Regions from separate parts of the Mus musculus genome. Here region 2 is linked to region 1. A link is a contact called in public promoter capture Hi-C data. All regions are on one chromosome and are shown on one strand. Each heading gives the region's core, a stretch centred on a gene start, on an enhancer-like site or on the middle of the called end of the contact. The rest is flanking DNA. Distances are from core to core; before and after follow the strand shown.

Region 1 (4,672 bases), core at 555-3,054:
ACCTCCCAGGATTTCCCCCATTTTCTATTTGCACCATCCTGGGAACAAAGCGTCTTTTTAATACCTGGGCTTTGGCAGGGTGGAGTGTGGTGGGGAGACTCAGTACACATCATTCAAGATCCAAGCAGAGACTGAAAATCAGTACCAATCTCAAGCATACTGTGAATGTCATCCCATTAGTTCTCTGGGCAGTAAGCAGCACGCCATCCCAGAAGTCCACCTCCATGTCTGTTTGCCCATTCCCTCTTCCTTCTGCTACCCCAGGGTCCGCATTCATAGGCTCTAGTACATCTAAGGGATGACAAGCTTCTTTCCCGTCAGCTGAAGAAATGTCTGACGCTGGACAAAAAACAAAACAGTAACAATAACAAAAAACTCACATTTTTTTTTCCAGACTTTCTGGAACGTAAACCTCTCATCTCTGTCAAGTTGCCACAGACAGTTTTATCCAACGCAGGCTGCATAGATGAGCAGCCAACACAGTGTGAGGACCAAGAGTAGAAACAAGAGCCTGAATCTCTGTCAGGATTTATTTCTGCCATCTTTTAAGAGTTAGTGCTGCTTCCACTGGGCAGAGCTGAGCAGGGCTCATAGGGCCCTCCAGAGACTGAATCATGGGCCCCCCTCTGAGTACACATTACAGTTGTGTTCTTGTGGGACTCCAACCGTTGGGGTTATTTCTGACTCTTTTGCTTGTGCTTGGAACTCTTCGCTGATACTGGGTTGCCTTGTCCAGCCTTGACGTGAGACTTGTACCTAGTCTTATTATATTTTGTTTTGTTTTGTTTTGTTTTTTTCGAGACAGGGTTTCTCTGTGTAGTCCTGGCTGTCCTGGAACTCACTCTGTAGACCAGGCTGGCCTCAAACTCAGAAATCTACCTGCCTCTGCCTCCCAAGTGCTGGGATTAAAGGTGTACGCCACCACGCCCGGCTTATTATAATTTGTTATGCCGTGTTAGTTGATATCCCTGGGAGGCCTGCTCTTTGTTTTTGAAGGGAAACAGATGGGGAATGGATCTGGGGGAGAGAAAGGAGATGGGGGGAGGGCGGGAGGGGGAGGCACTTAGTTGTTAAGACCATTTGGTGCTTTTCTGCAAGACTGGAGTTTGATTCCCAGCATCCATGTCAAGTTGATGGTTCACAATGCCTTTTCTGGACATGGCCATGCACACACATGCGCACGCGAATGCACAAACACACAAATAAATATAAAATCTAAACACAGAAGGAAATAACTTGATAGAGAAGGCAAAACTATGTTTTAACTATGGTTTAAAATCAGCATCAATGACTGTTTTTAAAAAGGCTTTTCAATTCAAAAACTTGACTTGCAGATTGGTGACTAGTAGGCTCGCTGTGACAACGGAGACAGAGTGCTTCCTGTTGAGTGGACACAGTGGAACAAAGCCCATGGGCAAGTAAAGGCAAGGCAGTAAGAACAGAATTCACACAAGGGAGAAGCAAGAATAGGGCCCAGACTGTCCACTCAGGCTTGAGAACAGACCACTGAATTCCACAGTAAAATAGAAATAGTTCGAGAACACGGGTTATTAAAGTGTGGGAAACCTGCCAAAATCAGCAACACGAGATCAGATTTAGGTCATTATAAAAATGATGATCACAAAAGACCAGACGCAGGGGTTTTTGAATTAAGCAAAACCCCTTGTGTTGGACTTTCACTGGAGAGGAACCATAGTGACTTTAAATATACCTTTTGTAGGTCTTCTCTGTCCACCTTAGCCTACAAAAGCATTTTCATTTCGCAGTTCCGTTTCCCAGCCTGTGGGAACCACCCTGAGAGAATTACAAAAGTCTCAGGGCCTACACACCAAACTGGTCCAACCACTTGGGCTGAAGTAACTCCTTAAGAAAACATGTCCGTGCACCAAACGATCTTCTTCCATTTGTATGCATGGCTAGATTATGAATAGATGACTGAAGCATAAAGCAATACTAGCAAGATTTTTCTTACATTACGATGAGAGGCAACCTATTTCAAATATCATATGATTTGGGGGAGTATCAGACTTTTGGAACTGTACCTGAAAAAAAAATTACAGTTAATGTTTGTTTCTCCAACTTTAACTAATATAGCTAATTCACCTAAATAAGTGCTGTTGTTGAATGCTGGCATACCAGGATAAAGAGAAAAACTCAAGGGTGCCAGATACACATGTACTGTCCTTTTGCTCAAAGACCATCCTCTGCTGTTTGCTTTTCAAAGGGCTTGGGGTGGGGCTGAAACATTGAAATGCTTCTCCTTTGCAGTATGGGCAGCTACAGAGGCATAGAAATGAAACACAGCTTTTCTTTCTTTCTTCTCTTTTCCATTTGCTTCCTTTTCCTATCTTGTGGCTGGTGCCTGGACATTTGCCCCAAGCTGTAGTGTCTATGTATGGGAGGCTTCTAGGGAAACTTCAATACTATACCTGCTGACTGCTTCCCAATGAACCCCACAGGTACCCCTAAAGTTGACTTACCTGGCTCAGTCCCTCTCCACTTGGGAAGCAATCACTGCTGACCCAACGACATGTAGACCATTTTTGGTATGAAGGACCAAGAGCACTTCCTGCAGGTCTCTCCCCTCATTTGTTCCTTATTTGGATGCTCTTTTAGAGACCTGGGGTATTCTCATAAATTATTTTTGCTAACTCTTAGTAGAATACCACATCGAATAATTTGCCATACTAAAATGTCCTTCTCAAATTACCATATGGTTTCTGTCTCCTAGTTGGACACTGACTAATGTCAAGGGATGAAGGAGACCTTTATGCTAGAAGAACAAACTTTTAAATGATTACCTAAACCCGTGTGTGTGCGTGTGTGTGTGTGTGTATACATATATATATGCATATATATAGATATATCAGACATAATTTGACTCTCTGCCAGTTATCTATTTGAAGAGACTTGACTATAATAAAGGAAACAAAAATGAGCTATAAAGTTTAGAAAGACCATCATATTAAATCTTCAACCCAAAGAAAAACAAAAGTCTGAAGCAAACTAAAGCTTCAAGTCTGAGAGCTTTAATCAGCTACAGGATGTCAGTATTATTGTACCCTAATATCTTCTGGAGCCATCATTTTGCTGACTGGGCAGCAAGGCTAAGGGATCTTCCTGTCTCCAAATGACAGCACCATCTTCCTTTAAATATTTACTATTTTTAGTAATACTATTACTATTTGTATGTGGAGTGTGTGGTGTGGTGTTGGGTGTGTGAGTGGGGGGGGGGGTTGTGTGTGTGTGTGTGTGTGTGTGTTCATGTGTATATGAGGTTCCTAGCGTCTTTAGATTACAGAGTCACAAATGGTCAAACACTTTGGAGCTCAGATCTTTAATGCCCTACAAATCTGTCAGTACCATCAGTCAGCTTGATATTGAGAAAATCAATTCATCTCTTCATGTTTGTTTCCTCTTTGAGGTAAATGAATACAGCCAGGTTCAGCCAGAGAAGTAGCATACCCCATACATAATTACTCTGTCCATTTAGCTCTACTTGAGTCTTTCCCCTGGTAACAGTAACTTGTGATTATCTCAGATCAGGTACCTTACTAAATACAATCAAATTTAAAAGAGACCTAACTGATAAATTAAAGTACCCTGAAGTCACTCTGCAAGCTTCAGCTAGTTAGTCCTCCCAGCAGCGTCAGGGCATCAAACTAAACCGTTTTCCATGGTCAGCTCTCACACTTGAGTCTGACTTGTTTTATTAAAGTCCTCAAAGCACCCAGAGCCATGGTTTTCCTGTCTTGGCAGCTTTTCTCTACATCTTATTTCTCTCTTACTGCTGTTGTGCCTTAAAGATTACAAATAGGCTAGTGTATGTGTGTGTGTGTGTGTGTGTGTGTGTGTGTGTGTGTGTGTGTGTGTGTGTGTATTTTTTAATCTCATCATTTACTGAGAATTACAAGTATGAACTGTGAATCTTGCTAATACTAGATGCTCTGTAAGTACTAACTTGCCATGCTGTGTGTACTCAAATGGAAAATTATCAGTGACCTTCGGTATCTTGCAGCTGTTTCAACTTTATGACTTTATCAATCCAAGATAGAGATATCAAGGCATGCAAATTTGTTTTCTGTCATTTATAAACTCTGAAACTTTTTAATGGGAGCCAGTATTTCTAGTTTCTCCTGATATCTAAGCCCTTTTCTAGGTTTCTCAGCTTTGAAGGAAAATGCCTATGAGTCATTTCATTGGTGGTTCTCACTAACATCAGACAGGAGTTCCAGAGCACACATCAAAGTCAGAACATGCTGTAAACTAAATGGGTTGACACCTTAGGTCCTGAAAGAGATAGCAAACCGTCGTCTAATGCTTGAAACAGACTCGTCTCATTCCCTGATGGGATTCTGTCAACTTTCAGATTGCTAATGAAAACATAAGCAGTTCTTGTTCCCTGCAGTCTGGAAAAGCTGTCTGTAACAGATTAGAAATGAAAGAGAAGTTGAAGAACAGAAAAATCAGAACATACATTGCCATCTCCCTTAAGTAATGGTACTGTGCCCTCCAAGGCATCTTGGTTTTGTTAAACTGGCACTTGAGAAGAAACCATGAGCCTAAATTGCCCCTCCTGTTCTTTTTCTTTTTTAATTAGATATTTTCTTTATTTACATTCCAAATGTTATCCCCTTTCCTGGTTTCCACTCCAAAAACCCTCAATCCTTCC
Region 2 (4,672 bases), core at 1,115-3,614, 1.1 Mb after region 1:
TTAGCAATGTAAATAATTCTTATAATATTTTGAAATTTTATAGTTGGAGGTGGAGAGGGAAGGAAAAATTGAGACCATATACAAGCAAACTGTGTGAATTCTGCCTTCATCTCTGATACCAGCTGTGCAGCTGTGGTTATTTGAAATAACAAACAACCTTACTTTTCACTCTAGTAAGAAAAATGACAGCACATGCCTGATGCAGTCCTGTATTGAAGAATAACACTTTACAACTTACAGTGTCTGTTACCTGGTGTTCAGTCAACACAGAAAGCCATGTTGCTGAATAATGAACAGCTTATGATTTAAGGCACATACATGCACACATATGTATATTTAGTGCATATGTATACTTAGTAAAGTTACCAAACAATATGGAATAGTTTTCATAATATTATACATGTTATTCCACATTAATATGGAGTATTCCATAATAATATGAAATAGTCTTCATAAGATACTATTGCCTATTCAATGCTAACTGAATCATAAAGACAAGTTATTACTATTTAAAAACATCTGTGGGCTAAAGTGAATTTTTCAAAACACAGTTTATAATACTGCAAAATTTGTACTTTAAATTTTGGATTTAGAAAGCCTGCCATAGGCTGTGGATTTGAAAATCCTTTCGGTATCTACCTCTACCTCCTTTTCTCCAAGGAAGATACATTGTCAGTATTTGGTATTTTGTCCTACTTGCAAGCTAACAACAAGCTTGCCAGTTTTCATACAAGTTGGCAGAGGCATGGATTCTTGGGTCAGAAACAAAGGGCTTCATTACTGAAAGTACAATAGAGGCCTGGGCAAAGCTCCCTTGGGCCAGTGGGAGAGTCCCTGAGAGCACTCAATTACGTAAGCACTGGGTTTGCTATCAAACTGAAGGAAGCCTGTGTTTAGGTAAGTTTAGTTTCTTTAAAAGAGCTGTTAGCAAAGGAGTACAAAGTTTGTTCTGGAGGGAAAATACCATCTTCGAAAGTGGACATGTAGACATGAAATGAATCTATGGAGATCTGATTCCCAGGGTACAGAAAGGCAATGCTTCAGAGAACCTGTTTTGATAAAAAGAAAGTACAGAAAAATTCTAATCTTAAATTTGGATTAGTGTCGCAATTACAGACAACACTTCCTAAGCACTTTGCATATGCAGTTTGTCAATTAGAATACAGCTTTGCATGGATTTCTTCTGCTAAGAGAATCACCTGCTACCTACTGAGTCACACTCTCATTTATTTTATCAAGCAGGTTTTTATTCTACTTCTCTTTGAATAGATCCCAATATTAGCTAAAGAAATAGCTACTGCTGCAGAAACTGCCACTTTCTCAATAGTAGGGTGGATACTAGCAACTTGCATCTTTCTGCCTCTTCTGATAAAATTGTTTCACAAGGTTCAACACGTTCTTCCGGCTGTAGTACAGCAGAGCGATTGTTAAATTACTCAGGGCTGCAAGGCTGATTTCCTCTGTCAATACTTAACAGTTGTTGATGGGCTTAGTTTTTAATATTAGCTCTTTTCTTTTTCATAAAGAAATCAAAATGGTATCCCTTTTGTTTATAAGTTAATTCCAAAGCTTCCCTCTTCTTCTGAATTCTAGACTTGGAGAAACAAAATTCAGGAATTTCAGAGAAAAGCAGGCTTGTCCTTCCTTTTTGCAAAATGATAAAAACCAAGATGTTCTCTTGATGTTTATAATCAGATATAATCATGTATTAATAGTTTTCTCAAAAGTTGAATCACTGGTAAAGTTACTAAATACTATGGAGGACACCATGTAAGCAATGTAAACAATATTCTAAAAAGCAGATGTATTTTTTGTTCAGTATTTGGGACATACAGATTTTAAAAATCTCTTCAAAAATCAAATTCAATAGATATCCTGTATTTTTATTTGCTATTTTTGGCAACTGTGGCCACCATTTATCTATAAAACTACAAATAGCCTTTCTCACATTAGGTATCAAGTGTGGCAGGCAATAGCTATGGTGGTCATGGTTTTGAAACTCTGATCCTGCATCCACACGACACAGAACCGTGAGTAACTACAAAGTTACAATTATCTGGTCCAAAGGAAATACGGATAGGCTACAAGAAGTCATCACCTGGTGGGTTTGGGGTTTCTACTGAGAAAAGTAACTCTAGGAGTTGATGGCCTGGAGAAGCTCTCCTTGGAGGGTGGGGAAATAACTGTGGAGGAGGCTTCTGGTAAGAACTCGAAAGAACCAGTAAGAGAGATGGACTGGAATCCAGGAGACAGGCTGCAGCCAATCACAGGTGAGATGGGCGGGGCTTGCTCTGGCAGGGGTGGGCCTGTGGTCGGGGGCGGGACTCCAGGCAGAGCCGGCTCACCGGAGCGGAGGTGCGCGGCACTGCGCTCGGACCTTCCGCACCTGTCGCACGCACTTGCGCTTTCCCCGCTCTAAGCCGCGCTGACGCTGACTTACTGGTGACGCGTTACTTTCGATCGCCTGGTCATGGCCTACCCGGGATACGGAGGGGCGGTAAGTCCTCGCGAGCTGTGGCGACCCCGCGGGCCGCATCACCATGCGGAGTTCACCCTGTGGCCCTGGCAGTGACCTCTGGTACCAGGCGACGCCGGGACACCGTAAGGTGCTAGAAGCTAGGGCTGGGCGGGGCCCTGCGCCCAGGGGAGAACCGCGAGCTGGAGTCTGGTCCAGAGCCTCAAGAAACGTCCTTGTCCAGGCGGTGGTGTGAAGTGTTTGTGCTTTCTAGATTTTGTTTATAGAGTGGAGGAGCAAAAGACCATGTCTTGTTCCATTTACCTTTTGTGATTTATCCCCAACTTAAGTAGTTTTTCTAGTTATCTTTTTACCACCATATCTTGTCTTTTAAGTTGCTTATGAAAAAAAAAATTGAGATGTACGTTCAGTGCCTCCTAAACTTTTCTTTTTCTATAGTACCAAGCGCGACCGGATTTTCTAGACTTTGCTTTTGGAGGGGTTCGGCTGTTCCCTCTTCTGTAACCTTAATCCTCAGTACCTCTGAGAGTTTCAAGTCATTATTGCAACCTGTGGGTAGACCCTTCCTCTTTCGAAAGAAGCTAAACTTTCACTCCCCTCATCAATGTTCTGCCCAGTGAGGCCGGCTATGTAGTGTGGCTGGGCAGTGGTCACTGCAGTGCTGGCAGAAGAGAGCAGATTTCCTAGGCCTGTTGCTATTTGTTGTTCCCTAAAAAGAGACATTAGTGTTTTGTTACAGATAGGTGTAGACATTGACATGTGATTATGGGCTTCAAAAAATAATCCCTACCCTTGGGAGTAAGTGATTAGCTTAAAAAGTAATTTTTCAGTTCTAGGCCTTCAGCTTCAATACACACTTTACTGAAACTGGTTTGCTTGTAGTTACTTGCTTGAATTCCAGCTAGCATTGTGCACTTTCAAATATATACTCCTCATTAGTCATTTAAATGGACTGAGAACGTCCTTAAGGTAATGTTATCAGTCCACCTTTTAATACTTGTTATATTTAGTTGTTATATTAAAAAAAAATAGAAAGTAGTTTTTGCTAGGAGATACACCTTTGTCTAATAAAGTATATATTTCACGGGATGCATTTCCAATAAATTTTCATTTGTTTAATGATTATTTATCAGAGATAGCTGAGGATGTAGCTTAGTTGGTAGAGTGTTTCCCCTGGGTTGGATCCTCAGAACCACATAAATTGGGCATGTTAGCCTGGCCTGAAGTCCCAGCCCTTGAGAGGTGGGGGCAGGAACTACAAGAGTTCAAGGTCATTCTCAGCTTGAGGCTAATCTGAGCTCCCAGAGACCTTGTATAAATTAGTTTACAAGGGCCAAACCCAGCTAGAACCAGCTGAGCACGGTAGGCCAAGGCAGAATTGTTGAGAGTTTCAAGGCCAGCCTGTGTCTGCAATGGGGTCTAGGCTCTCCTGAGGCACAGTACAAAATCTTGTCCCCCAAATGTACAAAGGCTAAAATAAAATAAGAATCCTCAAGTTGTATACTTTTGTATATTATTATTTCTGTACTAATAAAATTGTATCTTGACCTAAAGGAATTTTCTTTCTCATTTTGGTCATAAGAAAGAAAACAAAATAAACATATGCATATTGAAGTATAAATGTGAGAGGAACATCTGTGTTTTTTGTAAATTTTAAGCATTAAATACACAGAAATTTAAGGGATCCAAATCGTTACAATTTTTATATAATTTCATTTTGGAAAACTATGTTTCTTCAAGAAAAAATACTAGACCACTTCCTCTAAAATCCTCTAAAATTAAGGTTTCTTAATGTATAAATATACTTGGATATGAAATTTATTTTAAAATCACACACACATATATATAAGTTTCCGTAGAACTATAAAAAAATAAAATTTTTATAAACTATTTTAAACTGATAAACCACAGAAGAAAGTATATTACTTGTGAAAATACAATGAACATCTGTAATATTTTTTATCACACATTCAAGCACTATAATGTTTTCTATCTTTGCCTTTCATTTCTTAGTTGATTCTTACACATTTGCTAATTATAAATACAGATTTTACCTCAAACCCAGTAATGAGATTTAGTGCCAGGAAAAGCAAAAGTCCAGATTTTTATGTTGACATCATGGTTTTAATTTTTAAAAATTGTTTAAAATACAATGCCCAACAAAATAGAGCAGTGGTACAAACTATCCATCCAGAC

The links. Promoter capture Hi-C pulls out the DNA fragments that hold promoters and counts their contacts.
Region 2: a promoter capture Hi-C map of the C10 cell line shows a contact between it and region 1, with 4 times the contacts expected there. The contact joins the promoter of Gca here to the enhancer-like site in region 1. A contact is called at or near these places in 6 of 39 promoter capture datasets (the C10 cell line, hippocampal neurons, liver and 2 more), 1 of 484 Hi-C or Micro-C datasets (rod photoreceptor) and 2 of 9 other capture datasets (adipose tissue and embryonic stem cells).

Annotation. Positions count from the first base shown.
Region 1 is chr2:61,567,552-61,572,223 of GRCm38.p6, forward strand. No RefSeq gene overlaps it. Among named protein-coding and RNA genes, the nearest start is that of Tank, 23 kb to the right of the region's middle. Within about 2 kb of position 1,805, at least 5 of the 459 cell types and tissues checked have an H3K27ac peak or open chromatin away from gene starts, as enhancers often do.
Region 2 is chr2:62,661,963-62,666,634 of GRCm38.p6, forward strand. It overlaps Gca (grancalcin), which reads left to right and starts at 2,365. Exons shown (of 8, transcript NM_145523.3): 1 at 2,365-2,497. The coding sequence starts at 2,471.